4 separate regions of the Sus scrofa genome follow, and all the other regions are linked to region 4. The links are chromatin contacts, called in public Hi-C and HiChIP or PLAC-seq maps. All regions are on one chromosome and are shown on one strand. The core of a region is the stretch at or near the end of the contact, and the rest is flanking DNA. Distances in the headings are between cores, read along the strand shown. Region 1 has its middle 7.6 kb from the start of SIX1. Region 2 has its middle 110 kb from the start of SLC38A6. Region 3 overlaps SLC38A6 (solute carrier family 38 member 6). Region 4 overlaps MNAT1 (menage a trois homolog 1, cyclin H assembly factor (Xenopus laevis)).

The links. Hi-C and Micro-C count contacts between places; a contact is called where the count stands out from the background. HiChIP or PLAC-seq counts read pairs in DNA pulled down with a chosen protein or histone mark.
Region 1: an H3K27ac HiChIP or PLAC-seq map of skeletal muscle shows a contact between it and region 4. The contact joins two enhancer-like sites. A contact is called at or near these places in 5 of 47 Hi-C or Micro-C datasets (epiblast stem cells, fetal skeletal muscle, skeletal muscle and 1 more) and 1 of 2 datasets of contacts at active chromatin or transcription factors (skeletal muscle).
Region 2: an H3K27ac HiChIP or PLAC-seq map of skeletal muscle shows a contact between it and region 4. The contact joins two enhancer-like sites. A contact is called at or near these places in 1 of 47 Hi-C or Micro-C datasets (skeletal muscle) and 1 of 2 datasets of contacts at active chromatin or transcription factors (skeletal muscle).
Region 3: a Hi-C map of fetal skeletal muscle shows a contact between it and region 4, with 2.3 times the contacts expected there. The contact joins two enhancer-like sites. A contact is called at or near these places in 1 of 47 Hi-C or Micro-C datasets (fetal skeletal muscle) and 1 of 2 datasets of contacts at active chromatin or transcription factors (skeletal muscle).

The regions. Positions count from the first base shown.
Region 1 is chr1:189,630,545-189,633,927 of Sscrofa11.1, forward strand. No RefSeq gene overlaps it. Among named protein-coding and RNA genes, the nearest start is that of SIX1, 7.6 kb to the left of the region's middle. Within about 2 kb of position 1,942, at least 38 of the 83 cell types and tissues checked have an H3K27ac peak or open chromatin away from gene starts, as enhancers often do. A contact at or near this core is called in fetal skeletal muscle and skeletal muscle, where this site is marked.
Region 2 is chr1:190,033,052-190,036,948 of Sscrofa11.1, forward strand. No RefSeq gene overlaps it. Among named protein-coding and RNA genes, the nearest start is that of SLC38A6, 110 kb to the left of the region's middle. Within about 2 kb of position 2,425, at least 8 of the 83 cell types and tissues checked have an H3K27ac peak or open chromatin away from gene starts, as enhancers often do. A contact at or near this core is called in skeletal muscle, where this site is marked.
Region 3 is chr1:189,950,937-189,954,755 of Sscrofa11.1, forward strand. The region is part of intron 5 of SLC38A6 (solute carrier family 38 member 6); the gene reads left to right. Among named protein-coding and RNA genes, the nearest start is that of SLC38A6, 29 kb to the left of the region's middle. Within about 2 kb of position 1,370, at least 9 of the 83 cell types and tissues checked have an H3K27ac peak or open chromatin away from gene starts, as enhancers often do. A contact at or near this core is called in fetal skeletal muscle and skeletal muscle, where this site is marked.
Region 4 is chr1:189,787,592-189,790,982 of Sscrofa11.1, forward strand. All of the region lies in intron 6 of MNAT1 (menage a trois homolog 1, cyclin H assembly factor (Xenopus laevis)), which reads left to right. Among named protein-coding and RNA genes, the nearest start is that of MNAT1, 99 kb to the left of the region's middle. Within about 2 kb of position 1,665, at least 8 of the 83 cell types and tissues checked have an H3K27ac peak or open chromatin away from gene starts, as enhancers often do. A contact at or near this core is called in fetal skeletal muscle and skeletal muscle, where this site is marked.

The sequences.
Region 1 (3,383 bases), core at 692-3,191, 160 kb before region 4:
AGGCTGGGCGGCTGGGGCGAGCAAGGCGTCTGCACGCCGGGACCCGTAGCCCAAGGCCTTTCTCTCCTGTCTCTTTTCTCCCCATTTTCCAGGTCCCAACTTACCCTGGGAGATCTAAATGAAAGATCACAAATGCGGAAACGCCTGGTCGTCTCTGGGCCTCCCTAATTCTCGCGAGTTCCCTGCCTGCCCCTTGTTCAGAAGTGAACGCTTCTCCGAAGCCCTCAGAGCTGGCACCTCTTTTCCTCACGGTTGTCTCCTCCAAGTACCATCCTCTTGCCCCAAATTTAATGTAGTTGTCCCTAAGAGGAGCTGGATTCTTTCTCTTCTCTTCCTCTGACCCTTGACCTCTCTTCCCTTCCTTTCCTCAGCAGTGCCTGAAGCTCCCAACCTGTTCCTGACCCAAAGCCGAGGCCAGAAGCTTCGCCCTGTCTTGTGGGAATAAGACCCCTTCTCTCCCCATCCCTGAAGGAGATCGTCACTAGGAGTCCTTAATCTCTAGAGATAAAGGCCCAGCACTTCTTTCTGGTTGGTGCCCTTGGGAGAAAACCCTGACTGGGAACTTGCGCCGTACCTCCCTCTCCTTGGCCGAAATCTCCCTCGCTTCCCCTTCCCCTGCCCAGGCGCCGCAGAGAAGCGATCAGCACGTTCGCGGCATTTGTATTGTTCCATTTCTCAGCCTAAAGCCATTTAGCGTAACCCGAGCCTAGGATAATTGCCACGTTTCTGCCGCGATACTTTTAAAAACAAGATAATGCTTCTGAATTGCGGAAGAAAGTGCTGTGGACAAATTGGGCGCTGAGCTGCCGAGGTAGATCGTTTTGTTAGGGGCGGCCGGTGGTTTGTGACTCAATTAGTGCATTTCTGGGAGCCGCCGGCACTCTGCAGCCGGGTGAGCTTGAGGCGAACTCCCTCTGTGGCTCCCAGGCGCCGGGAACGGTTGGGAGCGGAAAGGGAGAACTTCAGGCCTGTACCTCTGTCGGTACAAATCCACGCCATGGTGGAAAGTGTTTTTGCATGTCCACACGAGTACATTTTTGGGGGGTTCTAAAGGAGCCAGAATTTCGCAGCTGGAAGCTTGACTGCCTCTGCTATCGAATGGGCCGAGCGATATTTGTCTGAAGCACTAGTTCTCTGGGCTGTGGGGCATGAAATACGGGGTGTGTGTGCGTGCGTGTGTGTGAGGGGGGTACTTGCAAGGTGCCCACTCAAAGCATGCCCCTCTGCGCATTTCGCCAACCCCACAGGGCTTAGATTTTGCAAACAGCGTTTCCAGCACCATTGCTGTACTTGGCGCTGCTCTCCTGGAAGCCAGCAGATTAAGGCTTCTAGGCAGCCAATGGGCCGCAAAGGGAGCTTTCAGGTCTCGGAATCAGGCTATAGGGACTTTCCTTCATCTCTACTCAAGTTCACCAGCACACCCTCCCGCCCCCTGCGCCCACCCATCACCCAGCGTGCAGGCCCGCATCCACATTTCGCCGGCCCATTCAGGGGTCCCGGGTAAGCTTCTCTGCCAGGTGCGCGCCGGCGCCGAGAAGAGCTCGCCGCGCCGAGTCCTCGCGGCCCCGCCCGCAGGCCGTCTGTGCCCAGGCTGGGGGAGCAGGGCTAACCCCCTCCCGGCTGCCGGCGCCAGGAACCCCTCCCCGGGCCGAGCTGGAGCTCTTGGGCGCCGCGTCTGCGCCGGGGACGGCTCCGCCCAGTCAGGCTGCCAGAGGTCTGGCGTTCCGGCCCGGTCGGCCCATTGACTCGGTCACGAGGCTTCGGTCCCTGCATCTCTCTCGATCGTTCTCGGGGTGGTTCTGGGGGCCTAGAGGCGTAGGGGCGTAAGGAAGGAAGGGACAGGGCCGGGGAGGGCGGGGGCGAGAAGGAGGCGCGGAGAGGTCAGCGGAGCTGGGAGGGGGCGCAGGCTGGCGGCGGGCACTGCGGGAGGAGAGAGAGGGCGCTGTCTTCCTGGCAAAAGATCCCTGGCCTAGCCGGGAGGAACCGAAACACACACACGCACATGCACAAGGACACGCACACACACGAAAGGAAAATGCTCGGCCGAGCCCCGGGGGCGAGGGACGCGCGGCGGGGAGGGGCGAGGGTGGCAGAGCGGATTTTCAGCTCACGGACCAGCAACCGCTTCTCCTGCTGTGGCCTGGCTAGAGCCGCGTTGTCTAGACTCGCAGGAAAGGAGTCTTTGGCCCTAAAGCGGCCCCCACAGTTGCCTTCCTTCTTGGCCTCCCTCCCTCGCTTTCTCCTTCGGAAAACTGGAGGCCAAGGGTAAGGTCTGCAACGCTTGGCTGGCGATTGAGGTGCTCCAGTTTGCTCAAGGCGAGCAAGGGGTGGGGGAGAATCCGGATCTCTTTTGCCGGAGCGGAGCGCACTTTTCGGTTTCGACTGTCTTGCAAGGAAACCGCGACGCCAACCAATCCTTCGCATGTAAGCGCCTCACCTGGTTTGGTTGCGCCTTGAGCAGAAACAAGGAAGGGACAGAAGACCCTCTTATTTACTGTCACCGATTGGCCGGGGTGTGCACTCGAAGGCCAGAGGTTCTGAGATTACTATCAACTATTCCCCACCCAAACTCACAAATCTAAAATTTGAATTTATATTAATTCAGGAGAAACTCCTCTATCAACTACCAAGGACAATGTATTCTTGTCTTTATATACTCATAATAAGCCAGGCAAAGCAAAACAAAAGGATCTCAAACTCATGTATTGAAATGCCGTATTAATGGACGTAATTAAAGGCCCTCCAGGTTTATTCATAGATACTAGAACCGATCATCTCTTCACAAGTCCGCCACCAGAGAGTCCCAAGCTCCAGTCCCCATGTGGATTTCCTGGGGAGCCGAGAATCTTCCAGGGCTCTTCCAGCAGAATCCAGGTGGCCCTGTAGCAAGAGAGCTATTTCCTAGGAGTAACTGGGTGGGCTGCAATCTGCCTGCCTCTTCACATTGAGAAACGCTTCTCTTGTGGGAACGTCTGTTTCTATTCATCCGATTTTCTAATTTCTTTGATCAGCCTAAATATTTTCTTGGCAAACGGAAATTGACCATGCCATGAATATGATAACAACCTGCTTGGAAAGAAGCTATTTTGTTTCCAAGCAGCAGGGGGAGGGGGAGTAGCCGGCTGGTAGGAATGCCTGTTAACAGATTCCTGCACATACATTTTTTGCAGTCTCTGAAGCAGCTTGTGAAAGCGGCCTCCCCGCCCCCCATATAGTTTCTTCCCTTTCTCTACTCCCCTCAGATAAACACACACCTGGTCTCCTAAAAGTCTTTGATATTCTTTATTAAAAAAAAATAGAGCTTCAATGGACGCCTCTGGAGAACTTCCCTTTAAAACCTAGATGAAAGGCAAGGTTAATACAATGTTCTCTTAATCCCTTTG
Region 2 (3,897 bases), core at 1,175-3,674, 250 kb after region 4:
TGTATTTACGTTTTTGTTTTTTTTTTATAAGTACAAAATGCATCTTTATTATACCAGAGTTGGAAAATTCTAAGCCGTATAACAAGGAACATAAACATAATCATAATCCCTATACCCAAGAGTAACCACTGCTGAAATCCTGGTACCTCTTCTTTCAGTCCCATGTGCATGTATGTGTATGTACGTTTACACACAAATCAGACATCAGCCAGGAATTCCCAGTCCCTCGTGTTGCTGGAAAAGCTCAACCCCGCTACACACTCTCCAGAAGGCCAAGGCCTCCCCCGTGTTTCTGTGAATTGCAGGGGCCTTATGTCCTCAGGGTTACTTCAATCTCCAAACATCTATTTCTACAGCCATTTAAATTCTGTTCTGTATTTCACGAACCTTGGTGAATGTTAAGCTTTTAACTGGATTTCGGCCCCAAATGTCCACTTACCCAAAGCACTTTTTTCTTTTAGGGCCACATGCGTGGCACATAGAAGTTCCCAGGCTAGGGGTTGAACTGGAGCTGCAGCTGCTGGCCTACACCACAGCCACAGCAATGCCAGATCTGAGCTGCATCTGCGACCTATACCACAGCTCATGGCAATGCCAGATCCTTAACCCACTGAGCAAGGCCAGGGATTGAACCCTCATGCTCATGGATATTCGCTGGGTTCTTAACCAGCTGAGCCACAACGGGAACTCCCAGGAATTTTCTTAGGGACCTTTGTTCTTCTAGAAACTGTTACAATAATAAAAATCTTGAGATCATAGTCTATATACAGTCTTTATTCTGCCTTTTCAAATTGGCCATTACATTTTTAGCACTTTCCCACCGTATTAAATATGTAACAACCCAGTACTTCATTACGTAAATGCATCCATTTCACTATTCCGCAGTTGTTGGGCATCCTTTGCTTTGGGGAAGTGTATAAAGCAGAAACGATTAGCTCTTGTGAATGTTTTTAAGGTCTAATACTAATTGCCAAATTGTCCTCCAGAAAGGTTAGGTATGTCAATTTGCACACTCCCCAGCTGTAAATGAAAGTGTCAAGTGACTTATTCTTTAAATGATTTGCTAATTTGGCTTTGATTGTGGGAGAGACTATTTCAGAGCAGTAAAGTGCCTGGTCGATCACAGCCACAGAGAGCCTGGGGCACGGAGGGAGGTCTTGGGCCTGACTGGACTCCAGGGCCCTGGGGTGGTTCACAAACCTCTCAGGACCTCATGCTGCTGCCCCACCCAGGCGAGGTCACACACTGTCTCACGTAACCCAAGCAGCCCTCACGCCTGCCTCCTGCTCTGAGAGACATAACGTTCCATGAGTATCTCCCTTTCCACCTTGAATCTGAGCCTTTAGCCTCCCAGCTCCTCCTCAACAGACCAGGGAGGCAATGGCACACCAGCCTGTTCCCCAGCTCAGGGAGAACTGGATCTGGACTCACCTCATTGGAGCCTGAATGGGATCCAGACCATCAGCCACCCCATCACCCATCCCTCCATCAGAGTTTTTCATGGTTCTGCTTCCCTGCCACCCAAGAGGTCACAGAGGTGCAAACAGCAGAGCCTCAGACCTCATCTTTCCTTTCCAGACCACCTTCTTTCCTTTCTGGAGATGGGAGACATAGAGGGAGCCTGAGACCTGTCCCACCTGTGGCTGATAGGACCTCCTCGGTAAGTTCTGCTCTTCCCACTCAGCAAAGCACACGTGTGCACAGGCAGCCGAGCTGCTGGCCGTCCAGACTATTTTTAAACAGACTAAAAATACTGACTTACCTCAGAGGACTGTGCTGAAGGAGCTTGTTTAGGGTGTCGGATGAACCTTTGCAAATCTAAAATGCTTTGCATCACCTGCTCCTTCACCCCGTGGGTTCCTCCCCTGGGAACCAAGAGAGTTATAAACTCAGGCTGGCAAAGAACAGGGTGATGGGTGGACTGACCGGGAAGCTCTCTTTGTGGGTTTGGTGATGCTCTGTGAGATTTGGCCTCTCTAGATGCTGGCCAGCTCCAGGGCAGATCCTGAACTGCCAGGCCCAGAGCCAGGCCAGCGCATAGAAGGCTCCCTGTGTGTGTTGGTTGTTGAAGGGTGTTTCTTGGCGGGGGCAGCGCAGGTGCCTGAGCTGTTATGATTTCTGACACCCCTGTTGGGTAGGAGAAGCCCAGGCACACATGTGTCTACCCCGCTCCCCTCCCCCTCCCTTCTACCTCAGCCCTGGGCCGGTCCCCTCTGCTTCCCCCACATAAGCCTTCATGTTGCAGCACAGCGGAAGGTCAAGTGCTCTCCTGTTCTAGGGCAGACACTTTGGGTTTAACCTTGAGGCAGAGGCTCAGCTGCCCTGACAACCCGTGGCTTCTTTCTGCAGCAACACCTCCTGCAAAGGTAGCCCAGCACGTCCTTGGCCACGGGTTTCCCAGGGCAGTAAAAATAGCTGAGGCCCCGCAGCTGCTGAATGATGAGTTCTGGAAGGAGATGATTGATTCTCACAGCTGAGTCCCGGGGTCAGGGAGCGCCGAGCAGGCCGAGGGGCCAGGGTGAAGGCTGGGCTGGCCCCGGGGCTGCTCTAGATAGAGCTGTTGACAGAGGGATCTGTGCTCCCCCCACCTGAGGGGAGCACCGAGTAAGCGGATTAAAAGGAACTGCAGAGGGCTCTGTGAGAGGGAGACAGTGCAGCCCTTTCTTTGAGGCCAGACTGGACCTTTTTTGACATATGCAGTCACCTCCCCTCCTTCACCGGGGACAAAGTTCAAAGTGGGGTGGGAGTTACTTTCCAGGGAAGGTGACGGGCTGGTACAGTAATGGGAGCCCCCGCTTCCCCTAAAACTATGGAGCTGTTGGGGCTTATGAAACACCCCGGGGACACAGGTGTCAGGTAGCTTCTGGCAGCCTGGGGTCACTCTCTGCCCTCCCCCCACCCTGCCCCTGGGCTGCAGCAGTACCCTGCCTGCTTTGTCAGGGGCCTGGGCCTGGGCCATTGACCTGGGCTGCTCCGATTCTTCATGGTGATCTAAGGTGAACCGTGTCCGTGGAGCTCCTGACCAGTAACAGTAGCTTTTAAGCCAGGATCCTGCAGTTGTTGGGCTGTTCACAAGGAAACAGCTGGAAGGGTGAAGTTCTACAGCTGGACCTGATCTGGACAATTCAGAGATACAGCCATATGTGTTTACTTTACAGTGCATGTTTTTAAGGCAATCTATAGCCCAGGGTTCCATACAGCAAAAATAAGGTTTCAGAGGGAGAAAGAAGAAATTGCTAGAGGAGGGAGGAACTAAGAGGCAAATGAAAAACAATATATTTTCCTATGAGATTATTAAAAAGATGACGAGGCAGCCAGACATGGGTGTGTGTGGGGGGGATAATCCAGGTGGCTTTTCTCCCCAGGAAAAGGGGCTGCCTTGTCATCAGAGCAGAGGTACGGGGGAGACCTACTGGTTTTCATGAAAGATGTAAAGATTCTGCAGAGGAGCCTGAGTTAGGACTACAGGCCAGAAAGAGAGGTGGCCCCTCCTTTTGTCTTTCATGCTACCTGCGGGGCATCAAGGTGTGTCTTTATCTTTCTGGAGTCACTTGAGATGCATGCACTCAGCCTCCCTTTCTTGCTGTTCTTTGCTCAGAGGTGGGGTTGCAGATATTGTGATTGGTGTGGAAAAGATTCCAGAACTGTAAGAAAAGGACCCCACAGGTTACCTCCAGGTCTGTCCTTGATACCTATGGGGGACGAATGGAGAGTCTTTCTCTTCCAAACCCTCCTCTGTCCTGCACAGTGGGAGGCCTCGCATACACCCATGCACAGACAACTCAACAGCTTGGATGCACGTCCAAGCTCCATCTCTGCATGCCACTTGGCCACTGCCTGCAGCCAGGAGTGTGCATATTGGCCACCCTCGGGAGGACAGACCTGGGCAGAGGCCAT
Region 3 (3,819 bases), core at 120-2,619, 160 kb after region 4:
AAGAGAAGACCACACAGAATGTATAAGTGAGCATATGGTTTCTTTAGGGAAGAATCTACCATCAGAACTTGACGTAAACTCTTTTTCTTCTCCCCTGTATCAATCACACACCAAGTATTAGTCATAGGACACTAATGTGGTCTAACAAATAGACCAGAACAATCTACTGTCTTTGAAAAATCTCTAAACTTTAGATAGAAAAATATGTGACTCACTAAATTTAACACTCTTACTCTGGAGTTAGGGAAACAGTTGTCTTTGGAAAATGGAGAGCCACATAGTAAAATACTACTTAGAAGCGATTCCTGATTGCCTCTTAGCACTAATGAATGAGGGGCCCAAAATAGGCCAAGTCAGAGAGAGCCCCCAGCTGCCCACTGCCTCAGGCCCTGGAGGAGCATTTGCTGACAGTCTCTGCTGCTTGGACACAAAGTCAAAAAAGCAGCATCTGGAAGTTTTAATATTTAATGCTGTTATAGGGAAGAGAACTCTGGCTGAGAGTTTGAATTTAGTGGACTACAAGTAGAAGGATTAAGAACTGTGAGAGCAAGTAAGTACAGGTAGTTTCCACATAGTTCCTCCAGTTGTGTCGCATTGAGATTCTTTTTCTAAAAACAAAGGTAAGTGGTTAGTTTCACATGTGTTTAAACTCTTGAGATAGACCACTCAGTTGGCTAAAATATCCCCAGAAATCAAGCAGTAAACCCCAAATCATCTTCAGTTAAGCTGAGAAGAAGTCCTGTTAACTCTGAGAAGTATACGATAAAAGTAAATTGATGTTGTTTCTGGTTTTATATCTTGCCCAAATCAAAATGCAAGGTGAGTGGCTCCTAGGAGTATTTAAATCCTTTTTTTCCTCTTATAAAATATGAAGGGGCCACTATGGATAGCATGTTCTTTCCTTAGTTCTTTAATGTTCCAGTTCTTTAAAGGAGATTAAAGATTGAATCACTGCTATACGATTGTGAAAGGAAAACCCTAAACATTAGTAAATACGGAAACCTTTTGAAATTGCTAGAATGACCCAGATTTTCCAGACTAGCAGAGCTCCCACAGACCTACTCTAGCTGTCTTGATTAACACCTCAGTTTGGAGATCTAAGTTTTAAGAGAAACTCAGCACTCCTTTTATGTGGTCAAGTATCACAGTTTCTAAATCTTATAAACAGAAACGTATATAAATAAGATCATTCTCAACTGAGAACTATAAAAATTTCAAATGCTCAGATTTTTGAAAACTGTGATTTAATATTAAGTTAAAAACTATTTGGCTTTACTTTCTGAAAAAAAATATTTTTGGTAGGATAGTGAATTCTGAAGAATTACTTGTTTGTACTGTCTCCTGGGAAACGCGGGTTGGGCGTGCTGTTACAACGCCATCTGCTGGTCAGCTCATCTGTAGTCAATCTGCAAGCTTCTGGAGACCTTGAATAGTATTGTCCAGAAATTCTAGAAAGCAGTTTTAGAATGGGGGAGATAAAGGAAATTGGGAAGAAGGGTCTTTCTCACAAGTACTTCCTTTGACAAAATTTGCTGGTAACTTGTCACTTTAAAAAAGTTTTGAGAAATATTTCTTAGTAAAAATTTTATTGAAGTGTATAAGATTTTCAGAATGGTAAATATTCTGGTCATTTTTTATTCAAGTTTAAAATCTTGATAAATGACAAAACAAACATGTATTTTCCTTGAGTTGTGGGGGTGGAGGGAGTCCCTCCATATATTTTAATTTCTATTTGTGCATAAATTAGGGAAATGACATTGTTTTCAGAATTTTTTTTTGCTTTTTAGGGCCGTACCAAGGCATGTGGAGGTTCCCAGGCTAGAAGTCCAATCAGAGCTACAGCTGCCAGCCTACACCCCAGCCACAGGAATGCAGAATCTGAGCTGCGTCTGTGACCTACATCATAGCTCTCAGCGATGCCATATCCTTAACCCACTGAATGAGGCCAGGGATCTAACCCACAACCTCATGGTTCCTAGTCAGATTTGTTTCCACTGTGCCACGATGGGAACTCCCTTTCAGATTTTTTTTCTTTAAGTCCTTTTGAAAAAGGAGAGAGATTGTGTTGTGAACTATTTTGAGTGGGGATAGACTTTCGGTGGCTTTGGACATTTAGTAGGAACACCAGATTAGCAGATACATTGAATAGAATAAACCAGTTACTATCCATAACTAAAAGCATGTGTTTAGTAAAACTGAATCTCTCTTAGAAGGAAAGGCAAACCTACTATTTCTTCCTATAGCACATCTGTTTAGAGCTGGCTGACTAATCCTTTAAGAAGTTGCTGCACTTCTTCCAAGTGCTGAAAACCTCATTCTGTTTTAAAAATAGATCTGTGTAATCTTATCTCCATATGTGTATTTTAAGTGTTTAACAAAAAGGGTAATTATTTTTATAAATTAATGGTTTCTTAGACCCAAACCCCAAGTGAAACTTTGTCTTTTTTTTTTCTTTCAGTTTTTGTCTTTTAGGGCTGTACCCATGGCATATGGAGGTTCCCAGGATAGGGGTCCAATTCGAACTGTAGCTGCCAGCCTATGCCACAGCCACAGCAACACAGGATCCGAGCTGAGTCTGCGACCTATACCACAGCTGACAGCAACACCGGATCCTTAACCCACTGAGTGAGGCCAGGGATCGAAACCGTATCCTCATGGATGCTAGTCAGGTTCTCTAACTTCTGAGCCATGATGAGAACTCTTTTTAAGGAATCTTGAGTAAAGTAGCCTGTGAGAGTACAGGGTTTGGGGGAAGAGGGGTTGGTTTTTGTTTTGATTTTTTAAAATTTCGTTGTAGTTTTAATATCTCAAATATGTGAGAATAGGAAACATTCTCTTCTGAACTAGAATAACAGCTGCAGATGCAATAGAATCAATACAGTAGAGGCCTGTCATGAAACTCCTTAGCTTGTCTTAGGAATCTTGACTAATAACTTCACCAAACCAACTATAAAACTGAAATGAAAATGTATCTCAGGAGTTCCCATCATGGCTCAGCAGTTAATGAGCCTGACTAGCATCCATGAGGACGCAGGTTGGATCCCTATCCTGGGAACCAACATATGCTGCCATAAAAAGACAAAAAAGAAAAAAGAAAAAAAAAAGGAAAATGTATCTCAAAGTGAAATGAACATTTTAAGTTTTTAATGCTTCTAACAAATACTGTGTTGTAGAAGTTCTTCATTTTCTTTGAACCGAACTGTTAAATAGCATTTGGAAGCAATTTTTTGTTTAAATGCTGATGAAAAAAGAGTAACGAATGATTCTGGGAACTGGTCCTTTTGATAGACATTTCTTATTTTTCTTTTGCTATGGTGGATTTCTTCTTCACTCTGCTCCTTGGTGCTTTCTCATAGTGTAATAGTTGACAGTGCAAATATCTCAAGCCAGATGACTGTTTCCAGCTTGGGCAAGTTACTTCCATGCCTCCATTTCTTCACCTGTGAAATAAATACTATCTACCTCACAGGTTTGCGGTGAAGGTTAAACGAGGAAAGAGCTTGCAAATCACTTGGACTAGGCACCCCAAGCCCCCTGAATGTTTTCTCTTCTGGTGGTTCTCTGCCTCCAGAGCACTTTCCCCTTTTCTGTTTCTGACAGCTCTCTCCTCAGCCACCATTCTCCCAACTCACGTGTTTCTCTTTATGATGAGCTCAAGCAATATTAATACCTTACTACTTGCTATTGCCTAATCAGATTTTACCCTGTTTTAGTCATTTCTTAATATAACAGTTGCTTCTCCACATGGCTTTTAAAGAATGCTTTCAACTTCTGTGTTTTGATTAAGTTGACAGATTTTTTATTTCCTTCCCAGGGCAG
Region 4 (3,391 bases), core at 415-2,914:
ATAGTTACTCTTATCAATTTTTATGCTGCCTCAAGTAGTATAAATATTATGAGCAAAACTGGTAAGTAATTTTCATGCATGTTAATTATATCTATTTAAAGATGTAATGCCTGCACAAACTTAAAATTTAATGTAATTAGTTTTTTCTGAAACATTGCGTATTTCAAGAAAAAATGTTTCCTTTTTAGTTATGAATTTAAAAAAATGCCCAAACTCATGAACTTATAATTGTATTCCCTAGACAGAGGGAAAGAATAATAGATTGTTTAAAACGTATTTTCTTAGGTCTGGAGAATATGAATTTATTGCTTAGATGTTGAACTTTAATGAAAGAAATTTCTAATTTAACTCTCCAGTTATTTTGTCTTTACAGAATATATTTGATGCCATCTCTAAACATGTCTCTTTCACTCACTGTGAACCTCTGATTCCTAAAAACATATCACTAGATTTTTTTTCACCATTAAAAAAAAAATCAGTTCATCAGTCAATCTTTAAAAAAATTAATTTTAACTTTTAAATTAAAATTTTTTTATCTTGCAAAACACACATACATAAGATTTGCCATCTTATCCATTTTTAAATGTGTAGTTCAGTAATACTAAATACATTTGTATTATATAACTATAATCAATCTCCATAACTGCTTTCATCTTGTAAAACTGAAATTCTGTGTCCATTAAGCAATACTCTCTGCTCCCTTCCCCATCATATGTCTACAGGCATTTTTCCCCCCAAATATACTCTTGATAGTAATGAAAAAATTAGAAGAATTTATAGCAAGGAAGTATTCATCTGAATCAACATATTTTAGTTTGCTTTATGTTGAACAGTTAGCTGATAAGCTAGTTTGAACCTGTTTCAGGATAGAATTCTTTTGAGGTTACAGTAATTTCTTTGTTTTCAACAGTCAGGTCTTAATGACAGATCAATTAGCAAATACTGAAGAATTAATGGAAATGGTATGGTATAAGAGATACTTCTTAGAGCTCAAGGAATTCTTCCTTCCCCCAGGGTATCAGATTTGTTGAAGTCAGGAAATAGCCTGGCAGCAGTCGTGTGTATCAGAGCTAACTTCAAAATTCTTCAGAAATGGGAAGTGTTTTTAAAATGCCATGGGAAAGCTAATTAAAACTGAACTTTGAAATTAAAAAGAAAACATAAAACAGTGTAAAAGTAAAGGCTAAAGTTTTCTCTGAAATGTTTTTAAAAGACCTGTAAGAGTGCTGTAGAAAGATTTTTTTAAACCTATTTTCTTAAATTATGGATCCTTGAAGACACGTGTTTATTACTTCACTGCATTGACCTTGCTAAAAACAGCAAGGCAGGAATGAATATTCAAAATGTTATTATTTTTGATCAAATATTAAGAGACTAACCTTAACAACTGAGTATGTATGTTTTGTGTGCTAGCTTTTTCCTAATGTAAAATGAATCTCAATATGCCATATGATTGGTGACAAGTAAGAAACTCTTTGTGCAGTTAAGAGAAGATCTGTTTATTTAAGAGCTCTCAAAGGTTGTAAAAGATTATACTTGGCTATATGTGAAGGATAAATGTTGTGCAATAATACCCCTTAGTTCCCCTTTTATAATAAATCTCAGCTGTGTGTTCAGCACAAGGGCTTAGTGCCAAAAAGAACAGGTTCAACTTGTCTGTGAAGATTTGCACCACAGTAAAGTGCACAACTGCCTTTGTAGAGGTCATTGCGGTAGTCACAGGCATGTACAGTTGAATGAAAGAAACTTTAAAAACATGTAGAACAGATAGTGTTACTTAAGATTCAAGGATTAATGTTAACTTAAAACATTAAAAGGATGGACAATCATAAAGAGAACTGTCACATGCATTTTTCACTTTATATACATATGTTTATATATCAAAGAGATTTAAAATAATTTCTTTGGCACCTAGTTCCAGGGTATTTAAAGAACTTCAGTATCACTTTTATAATAATTGCCCAGCCTTGGAAACACTGATTAATGTTTGTTAAATTCTGGACAGTGCTCTGAACAGAGAATATGATATGACGATGGTAGAACAAAGTATTCAGGTGTGTGTGTGTGTGTGTGTGTGTGTGTGTGTGTGTGTGTGTGTGTGTGTTGGGAGTTAGGGTAGAGGATGAAAAGTCAGATGTGATCTCTAGGAGAACGCCTCTGTGACATCTTTTTTCTGAATTTAGGATTGAAAGGTTCAAAATTAACAACAAAGAAAATGCTCTCATATTTATGTAATATGACCCTTCTCCCCAAATATCTCACAAACACTTTCATATCATTTGTGGTAAGTAGAAATAATTCAAAAATAGCAGGTGGAGAGACTATAAGGCCCATGACTCCAACCTATAGAAGTTTTGGGTTTAGTATAAAAAATGCCAGAAAATGATAAAACTATGTAATTAAGTAGGTGCACAGCTTACGTAGAGTTGTGTTTTTACCTAGAGTTGTATTTGATTACACATAGAGTGACTATTTCTTTTGCCTTTTTAAAAAAGTGGTGATCAAAATGGACGGCAGCCATTGGTTTCGGTATGGAGATTAATTAGTAATCTTTAGAATTCGCTTCAGCAAATGCAGCTGATTGGCAGTAGCACCTGTGTCAGCAACTGGTAGAGTGTTAGTGCTTTTATCAAGCCTATAATTTCCAGAAGGGCTTCAAAGCTGTGTTCATTAAAGTCTCCCATGCTAATTGCTTTCTTTGTGTTTTAAGGCACTGTTTTACTAAATGAACCTCTCTATGTCATGTAGGTATTTATTTATGAAGCTTATAAAATAGTTAGTTTTTGTTTGTTTTTCTTTTTTTGGCTGTCCTATGACATATGGAGTTCCTGGGCCAGGGATCAGATCTGAGCCAAAGTTTCGACCTGTGCTGCAGCTGTGGCAGTGCTGGATCTGTGCCTGTATCGAAAATTTGTGCTGGCACTGCAGAGATGCAGCTGATCACAGTGTGCCACAATGGGAACTCCAAAAGTTAGCTTTTTTAATTAAAAAATGTAAAACAAATTATGTGATAGTCTGACGTAGTCCTATATTTGTGGAACCATTTGTATACTCTCTGAATACATAATATTTCTGAGATGAAAAATTTACCAAGATTGTAATTTTTCTGCATTGCTGTTATAATTTATATCATAAATATATTTGTAAATTATGAAATGAACTGTTGAAGTATAGGAAAATGTGATTTAAAGGTTCGATTATTAAATCAACTTTCTAGGAAGGTAGCTTACTTCTACATTGCTAGGAATTCTTTCTAGTTGAAGTCATCTTTCTGGTTCATATCTTAAAATATGTTCAATTTATGTGGATTTGTAGATGAGCCATAATTTGTATGTTTTATTTTGAGGAAGATAATATTTTTGCTTGTTATAGAAAGAGGGCTAAAGTTCTT